Regions from separate parts of the Zea mays genome. Here region 2 is linked to region 1. The links are chromatin contacts, called in public Hi-C maps. All regions are on one chromosome and are shown on one strand. The core of a region is the stretch at or near the end of the contact, and the rest is flanking DNA. Distances in the headings are between cores, read along the strand shown.

Region 1 (4,698 bases), core at 1,392-3,891:
CATCTATATTCACAATAGTTGGGGATCAGGGGCGGACTCACCACCCAGGCACCGCAGGCGGTGGCCTGGGCTGGCTCGCCAGCTGCAATGGAGGGCAAGGCGCGAGCACAGTGCACGGAAGCAAGCAGCACGTGGCACGAGCACAGGCGTGGGGATCACACCGTATTCTCGCCTAGGCTGTCATCAGTTCCTGGGTCCGCCACTGTTGGGGATAGACGGGGGAGAAACGAGCTACTCCAATGCACAGTTTGGTTATCTAGTCGATTCTATTCCCTAAGAGACAGACCAGGTGACCAATTGTGATTAGTCATCGACCAGGGCGACTAAACAACACTAGTAGTCCCCTATATGTCAGGACAAATATATATCATATACTATGTATACAAGTGCAGAACCAAATCTACACAAGTGCAGCAGCCAAGACACAAGCCAGCACCCACCAGCAGCAGTAGACATACACATCAGTAAATGGCAGAAAAGCAGAACAAACAGGAATTGCTACACCGCTACTGCAGCAGTCAAGATTCAGGAATAAGATCTCAAGAAAATGGAGGAATGGAGGAAGTACCATGATCGTGAGCTCATCCTCGCAGACCAGCAGCAGTTAGGATGGGAAGGGTTGCAAATTGGTCCAAAAAAATTAATCCCAAAAACTTAAACCGAAGTGGCTCCAGCCATAGTAGATGCACCCAATGTCTCAGCTGCTCAGCAATTGCAATATGTTTCTTGCTGCTCACCCCCTAGCCGCCTGACTAATCATGATTAGTCATCACATGTCTAGAAAAGTAATCAGTCTAATCAGGTTGTAGCTCCTAGTCGAGTCCAGAGTAGCGATTAGGACTACTAACCGTGATTAATTGAATGACTTAATAACACTGCAAGTTTCAACCCTGAAACTATTGTGTTTGTGGGATACTTGTTGAAGTTAGCCATCTAAACTATCTATTTAACCTTTCACAAAGTCAATTCTGGCACTAGCTATCACGTGCTTAGAAACAGGGAGGAATGGAGATATGTCACCTCAAATGTAAGTGACAAGGAGGCAGTATCAAGTTTGTGTAACTGACAAAATAAGGAGTATAATTGACACTAGTACAGTGACATCACAGTAAAGGTGCTGCACACCAATATTATGGTCTTGTAACTCTATGCACTTGAGCACATATTCGTTGTGAAGACATATTAACTAAGCAAGCTCATGCTCATCAATTGCTCACTCACTCAATTTACATTTGAGCATGGATGCAATGAACGTGAAAATGAGATATGTCGAACATGCCAATGATCTTGCTGATCCTCATGTATAAAGTATCAAGAGTAAGCTAGGTTTTATTTCCAGGCTGATGTTGAATATTCTCTACTCAACTTCAGATAAGTAGCAATTAACATCCACAAATATTCATCACAAATTTGGATGACGCAAAGTTTAGCACAGGATAGGACGATCAGAATGCAGGCATTTGGTGCGTATCATATGAAGAGGCGATGAACTAACCATGCCGACTTCAATCCAGGCAGCAAATGGAGGGAGCATAAATTAACCAAGGAGTGTATCAGCAATCACAAGTAAGTCATCTCCTTCACCACCAGATTAAAAAGCCTATACTGTGCTTCAGTAAGACGACTTCTACCAATTCCTCTTCCTCGGTGTAACATCATAGCAAGGAGGGCAACCATTTGCACAGCCGTAAACAAGCCTACGAAGAGCGAGCGGTAAAGACGACACGAGGCAGCAGGCACACACCTGATCCATGGTGAAGTCGAAGAGATCACGCTTGGGATGGGGAATCAAATGCTTGTTCCTCCTCATGAGCTCGGCGAGCGCGACGAACTGGAACACCGAGTACAGGAAGCCGACGACGTTGACGGCCTCCGAGTACCTGCGCACGCAGCAGAACGGATGGCTTACGCGTGAACGGAGTCGCCAACCCAAGCTATACATAGAAAACCCTAGCAGGCGAGGCGAGTGAGCGCCGTAGGAATCAAGGGGATTTCGTGTGCGCGCGCGTACCGGAACTGGGCGTAGTTGCTGTAGGAGTCGCGGGCCCAGCCCCTGCGAGTGTCGGAGGCGAGCACGGCGAGCGCGGCGAGGCAGAGCCCCGCGGCGGCGGCCCTGGCCAGCAGCGCGGCGCGCTGCATCACCGCGGCCCGGCGCTTGCGCGACAGAATGGCGGGCACGACCCGGTCGGCCGACCTGACCTGCGCGTGAGGAGGCGGGGCCCTTGGAGCTGGAGCCGGAGAGGCAGCGGGAGGGGGAGGGGGAGCCGCAGGCAGAGGCGGGGCGGGCGGGGGCGTCTTCGCGGGCTGCTGCCGCCGCGGCGCGGGCGGATCGTGGCGAGCGCGACGGCCGCCGTTCCACGAGTACCACCCGCCTCCGCCGCCGCGGCCAGGGTTCGGTTCGGCGGTGTGCGACGTGGCGCGCGGCGGCACGTACCTGGCGGCGGCGGCGGCGTGGTGCGTGGAGGCGACGACGACGTCCTCCGGGGACGCGGCGGCGCCGGGGAGCTTCTCCGTGTCGGCCAGCCACTCGCCGCTGCCCGCCCTGTCGCGCGTCGGCGACGGGGTGGCCTGCTGCTGCGCCTGGAGCGCCATGTGGGTGGAGGCAGAGGAATACACTGGGCTGTTTTTCCGTACGAGTCTGGGATAGTAATACTCGGTGGTTACCCGTTGGCCGTTGCCATCTGTACTAGTGAGAAAGCTTCTGCTTCTGTTGAGTTGACAGTCGGGTTGGACCGGACCGGAGCAGCCCAAATGAAACGTGCAGTCGGGCTGGACCGGACTGGATGCGTGGGGTTGAGATCTAGCGTTGATCACGGCCCACCAAACTGTCAGCTTGTGCTGCTCAGTTGAGTTGACAGTCGGCATTCATTTGCTAAAAAACATCAGATTAGCTGCTGACCAAGATGCGTGCATGCTCGGCCCGCGAGACACGTACGGCCGCTTGTGCACTCCCAGACCCAGTTTCCCACAATCCCACTGCATGGTCTTGGTCTGGGTCTAGCTGTCTAGCCACGCCATACACATGCACGCCACGCCAGGAAGCAGGAGCAGAGGAGCACACTCTAACTCTGCCAACCAACAGGGCACCCGAGAACCGGTCCATACTCCATCCACCTCTCGACCATCTCCACCCACTCACCGCTGGCAGCGGCGCCCGGCCAGCCGCCCAGCTCCGGTCCCGACCCTTTACTTTCGCTCGACTACCCGCCGGGCCGGCCCATCACACCGTTCGTCGCTCGCTCGTACGCCATGGCGGAAGCCTCTTCGCCGTCGTCGTCGCCGCTGCGCGTCCCGCCGCAGCGGGCCGTGGCACTCGTCGCCGCGCTCCTCGTGCTCGTGCTCCTCCGCGCGCCGTGCGGCGGCGCCATCAGGCCGGTGCGCGAGGGGGCGAGTAACGGTGGCGCCGCTACTGTTGCGCGGGCGCAGGACGGCGGTCACCGCCACCGGGCAGCGAGTACGACGGTCGGCGGCCGCGCTCACACCCCGCCGTCCGGCCCGTCGTGGAACCACAACTGAGCCGAGCGTACGGTGCTCGTCGTCGTACGTCCAGCGCGTGCGCTCGGGTCGGATCGAGCTCCCCTCGCCGCCGAGCCGATCGTCAAGGTTCACGGCCGGTCGGCTGTCCGTGTCCGGCCTGGAGCGTAAAAAACAAAAAGTTTCCCGTTCATCCTTTTCCTAGCTCACGTGGTCCGTTCCAAATTATAGTTCGTCTCGGTTTATTTACGAATTCAAAGCATCTCATCTCAGGTTCGGTCGCAGTCGCAGCATTGTTTTCGTGACACCGACACAGTCCACCTGCCCCCACCGAGGTTGTTCATCGTCGAGCAGAGCAGCATATCCGATAATCCAATGCTAGACGAAGCAGCACATTATTTAAATTATTCAAATCAGGAAATTTTGGGAAACCCAGGAGATGTGTCAGAATCTAGCATGCGGTTGCATCTCAAAACTTTGCACTTGCATTAGCGCCATTGCTCCCGAGTTACCTCGTTCGGCTGCCCTATAGCCACAATAGTTGTTCGGACTAGAGACAGAATAATATAGAATCCGTAGCCACATTAATAGTGTGTTTGGTTTGAGGAATGAAGTGATCCATCTTCTTCTCACTCCTCACTTTTTTTTATTTGGTTTGTGGAATAGAATGGGTTGATCCATCACCGCCTCATTCCTCATAAGCTAATAATTAGTATATACATATAGGCTGTTTGGTTTGAGGAATGAGCTAGTCCATTATCTTCTCACTCCTCACTTTTTTGTTTGGTTTGTGGAATGGAATGAGTTGATCCATCATCACCTCATTCATTATAGTTAGTTAGTTAGTACTAATATGAGGAATGAGGTCATCCCACCAAATTTGAGGAATGGACCCATGATGCACCACTATATTTTGGATGAAGTGATTCCTCAAACCAAACACCCCAATAAGGAGTGGGTTGATTCCACCAAAATTAATGGAATAAAATTATGATGCATCACCTCATGAAGCATAGAGTGACTCCACCAACCAAACACACCATAAAAGCCGCAGCGAATAAGCTGGAGCTACCTCGTCTAACAGTTCATGAGCCAGCGCAGCCTCTTTCGCACCCTCGCGTCTCGGAGACTCATTCTCCTGGGAAGGGAAACATTTGTTAGGTTAATGTCGTCTGGCTCGGACACTCGCTTGTGGGATCGAGTCAGACTCAAGGCTGCCGTAGC
Region 2 (4,698 bases), core at 804-3,303, 250 kb after region 1:
CTGCCCTAAACCTTTTACAAGGTACGACCAAGTCGACCATATCTTAAAACAAGGATTCAGAATCGCCGGTGTGACGAGCTGAGTATATCACGACAGGGACGTGTCTACCCTTCAAGGAATCAGTGTGAACATACATATCATGTTTAATTTCAGTTCAGCAACATTAGCCTATACACATTCTTTCTATTGCTGGCCCAACACCTAAATAAGAAAGGATAACTTTGATGATTAAGTTGAACTGTAAACATCTAACACAACAAAGGGCCAAGATCACAAGATTAGAAAAACCATATCTTCTGCAGCACGGAGTACAAGTTTCAGCTATACATAATAAGAAGCATAGATCTAGCTCACCTTCATAAACTCCTCAAAAGAGAACCCTTTAGCCAAATCAACACGTGTTACTCCGTCCTGCCACTGTGCCAGCAAAATTGGATGATGAAGTCTGCACAGCAAGCAGCAAACAAATCTGTGTGAGCCTCACAACATTGTAGTGAGAAAATCTATATATGTACTTCTATTCCTCTTATGAAATCTTAATAAGTACTTCCTCCATTCCAAATTATAAGACATTTTGTTTTTTCTAGATACATTCCTTTCACTTTGTATCTAGACATAATGTATATCTAAGTGCATAACAACTGCTATGTATTTATAGAAGCCAAAAAATCTTATAATTTGGTACGGAGGGAGTAATAATTATATTGATTTCCAGGATGGATCGATACAAACTCGAATAGTCTTATTTTGGGCTCTAAAAAAATCAAAAGAATGAAGTGCATTTTCATCAATTAGACTAGAGAGATTGCTCCAGGTGGCTTAACTTGTTGCATATTCATTTTTATTTGCCAGTGATCAAGGTGAAGGGAAACATCTACCTGACATCATCTAATGTACGCCCTGTTTTCATTGTGTAGCTCTGGCGTGGACGCAGTAGATTCAAGTCTGAATCTGTTTCGGTTGAAGAGGTTAAAAGGGAAAACTCATCCTTATTTCCAGAAGCAGACCCATAGCTCAAAATCACAGATACATGAATACGCGAAGCAATAGCTGAACCAACAGGCGCAGATTCCAAGACTGCACCAACTAATTTGTCGAGCCGATTGATATCTGTCTTCATTCCTAACTTTCCTAACTTGCTGCTTGTGTTCTCCATGGCAACATGCATGAAGACTAGATCGAATTCAGATGTTTCCTGCACATCCCCATCCGAGAATCCTAGCAGATCAAATGCTCTTTTGATTAATCCATCCTCTTTAGTAATGCTGGACGAGCCAGATTGTGGGGCAAAATCATTGGTTTTAAAAACATGGAAACCAAGATTCGCTGCGAAGGAGCTGACATGGGGGCAACTGGTGACCAAGGCAGCTCTCAGGCCCATAAACCTGAAATTTCAGGGCAGCTACAACTGGTTAGTACTCTTACAAGATTAATTAACATCTTGTAAAGCACATGGATGGCACATGCATCCAGTTAGTACCCACCTCTCAAACAGCTTGGGAACCACGAGCTCCTGTGGATCCACTTGGGCAACTTCTTGACCACTTTCCTCATTCTAAAATGTAACAAGTTCAAGCACTATTACATACATCTCTTACTTTCTCGAGCAATCACTCCATTCCAACACAAATGGGAAGCAAGATCTCACCTTTCCGGGGTAGAGATGATCGTAAACGTCGAGCAGCTGCGCCAGTTCCAAAATCGTGCTGCTATTATCCTCGGTGCCTAGGCGTATCACAGCACAGAACTACGAACTGAGCGGCGACAAGTGACAAAGATGACGGGAGGTGAAGTCCGATGGATTAGTACCGGTCGTAGGATGGGAAGTCGGCGGGGAGCGTAGGGTGAGAAGGCCGCAGCAGGCGCGGGAGGCGAACGCGTCGAGGTGGCTCCCCGCGGCTGCGGAGCCCGGCGGGGGGATGAGCGCCGCGGCGTGGCCGGCGGCGTAGACGACCAGCGCGCGGCTCGGCTTGTCCGCCATGGCCGCACCCGCACTTCTCTCGCCGGAGTCGCCTACTTGCCTCCTTTACTCTCTGTCTGCCCCCTCCGCGGTGCCACCACGCGTCTGGACAGGGCCCACGTGTCACAAGGACGACAAGATTATTAATGGGCTGATCATGGGCCTCTAAACTGACTAGGCCCACTTGCAAAATTCTAACAGCCACCAACGTCCGCGCAGAAAAAAAAAGCAGGAAAAAAGTCGAGAAGGAAAACCCCTAACCCTAGGCAAGGGCCTCCCCCGCCGTCTCGTGTCGGCATAAACCCCAGCCGTCTCTCCTCGACTCTCCGAGGCACGGCCCTGCCTCTCCGCCTCGACTCTGTGGTAAGCATCGCGGCGAGGGAGCTCCGATGGCCGGGAAAAAACGGACCCAGACTGATCGCGCGGTTCTGGAGGCGGTGCCTGCCTCGGACGCTATCCGGAATGAGGCTGCAGCTGCGGAGGCGCCGGCGAAGAAGAAGCTGGCCATGGAGCGGAAGAAGGAGCGGAAGGAGATGGATAAGGAGCGCCACCGCCAGTCGGCCGAATTTGCCAAGCCCCAGCCGCCGGCAGCGGAGTCTGCGGCTCCTGTGAATCCCCCGGCCGCTCCGGTGGCTGTGGGACCGGGACTGCACATGAACGTGTTCAGAGACCTGGCATCACCAGAGGCATCGGTTAGAGAGGCTGCAGCCGAGGCGCTGGTGGTGGAGCTCCGGCAAGTGCAGAAGGCGTACGAGAAGAGCGCGCGGAATGGGGAGAGGGATGCTGGTGATGGGGATACGCAGATGGAGGCTGAGAAGGACGACGGGCTGGATAACTGCGCCCCATCAGTGCGTTACGCCATCCGGCGGCTTATTCGTGGCATCTCTTCTTCTAGAGAGGTAGAAATGTTTTTCCATGAGTTCAGGACAAGCTTAGTTTGAGTTGGCTGATGTCACGATCTGCTTTACTCTATTAACTTCGGAAATTTGTTTGCAGTATGCAAGGCAAGGATTTGCTTTGGGTCTTGCCGCTGTCCTCGAATCGATTCGGGCAATCAAGGTGGAAGCAATTATGAAGTTGATCCCTAATTTATTGGAACATTCATCTTCTATGAAGGGACCGGTAAATTGAAAAACTAATGTCACTACTCAGTACTCATTATGGCTATCAACATGTCTCTTTCCTGTTTTGATGGCAACTTACGTTTCTGTTTAGGAAGCTAAGGACAATCTTTTGGGGCGCCTGTTTGGATTTGGAGCAATTGAGAGGTCTGGTCGTGTGTCACGACAGTGGTCACGTGACAAAAGCTCACCCATTGTTAAGGAATTTGTGAGTGTGGTTGTAGAACTCGGTGGCAAGAAACGATATTTGACGGAGCCTGCAGTTGCTGTGATTCTGGATTTAGTCAGGAAGGTACATCTTTCAAGCACACACTGATACGGCTTTAACACGTGATACTCTTTTATTATAGTGTGATGCATATAATGTTAGGATTAAACTTTTTGCGCCGCTGCCAGTGATAGAAACGTGCAGTTTTTTATATATTTATCATTGTTAATTTCATGTTATGTATTCCCCGTTCTTTTTTTTGAATCAAGTTATTTTAATTAATTAGTGATCTTACCAGTGTTATATAAAAACGAACGGAGTAGCTAATTAACAAAATAATTGCAGACTTGAAGCAAATAATTTTGTTGGACTATATGTATGTATGAATATGAGGTGTAGTTTTACCCTATCCGTCTGATAGAAGTGCTAATTTTTCACTTGAAGATGACATCTTGTTGTCCTAGTACCACAGTTGGATGTGTCCAAATATTTCACAAAAGCAAAAAGAACAATGACGGAGGAAAACAAAATTAAAGAGACTGAAGTTAGGGCCCATGCGCAAAGCAGTGGAGACAAATAAAATGTTACTATCATACTACCTCTGTTGTTTTATACTTGTATTGATGCGGACATGATCTGAATTATATTTGGCCATTACTTATAAGCATTTGTTGTTATAAAAATGTTAAATTTTGAAGTACTTGCATGAAAAATATACTAGTACTCTTTTCATATGACACAATTATAGTTAGTAAACCCTTTTTTTGTGTGGAAGGTTTGGCCTGTGGATGGTATCGTACTAAAGGTGTTTAGCCCAATTTGGATTGCCAGAATCACTCATCAAATATGATTGTGTGCTGTCGCAACGCACCGGAACTAGTACTGTTTTCATATGGCACAATTATAGGCAATCTCTTGTTCATAACAATAAATTTTGACAGTTTATTATATTTTAAAATCTGCTTTAATAAATATTCCTTTGCAGCGACTTGCTTTACAATACATTTTTTGTTGGTAGGAGCTTTCATGGTATCCTTATCACGAGTTACATTTTTATTTGCCTTTTTCTAATGGGTATTGTTGTGACAGAAGAGATTATTAATAGCTCTATATGAGCATGGACTGCATGGTTATGGCAGTTGTTATGTTAGCATTGTATTAGTTAATTATTTAGAAGTTGCAAGTTGCAACATTATGGAAAAAAGGAATCATGAACAAGATGTCAAGTGAATCCTCATACATTTGCAGTGGCCAGTGGCACATTTGTAGTAGTACCGTTATCAAGGTTATTAAAACGGTAAAATGTTGGAACGCTCATGGATCAAAATTTGACTTTTAAACGTTTAAACTTTGTTTAAACGTAGTTTTAAACAACACAGGAAAAATACCAATACATCATAATTTCAGAC

What was found. A called contact is a pair of places that touch in the nucleus more often than the background predicts.
Region 2: a Hi-C map of ear shows a contact between it and region 1, with 6 times the contacts expected there. The contact joins the promoter of LOC100191155 here to the promoter of LOC100284695 in region 1. A contact is called at or near these places in 15 of 25 Hi-C or Micro-C datasets (bundle sheath, ear, endosperm and 6 more) and 2 of 3 datasets of contacts at active chromatin or transcription factors (leaf and seedling).

The regions. Positions count from the first base shown.
Region 1 is chr5:78,471,405-78,476,102 of Zm-B73-REFERENCE-NAM-5.0, forward strand. It overlaps LOC100284695 (UL36 tegument protein), which reads right to left and starts at 2,642. Exons shown (of 3, transcript NM_001196801.1): 1 at 2,012-2,642; 2 at 1,745-1,880. The coding sequence starts at 2,592.
Region 2 is chr5:78,717,455-78,722,152 of Zm-B73-REFERENCE-NAM-5.0, forward strand. LOC100191155 reads right to left here and starts at 2,054. Exons shown (of 6, transcript NM_001136591.1): 1 at 1,810-2,054; 2 at 1,649-1,725; 3 at 1,485-1,555; 4 at 879-1,385; 5 at 355-445. The coding sequence starts at 1,981. LOC103626594 reads left to right here and starts at 2,137. Exons shown (of 8, transcript XM_008647003.4): 1 at 2,137-2,859; 2 at 2,957-3,082; 3 at 3,176-3,373. The coding sequence starts at 2,350.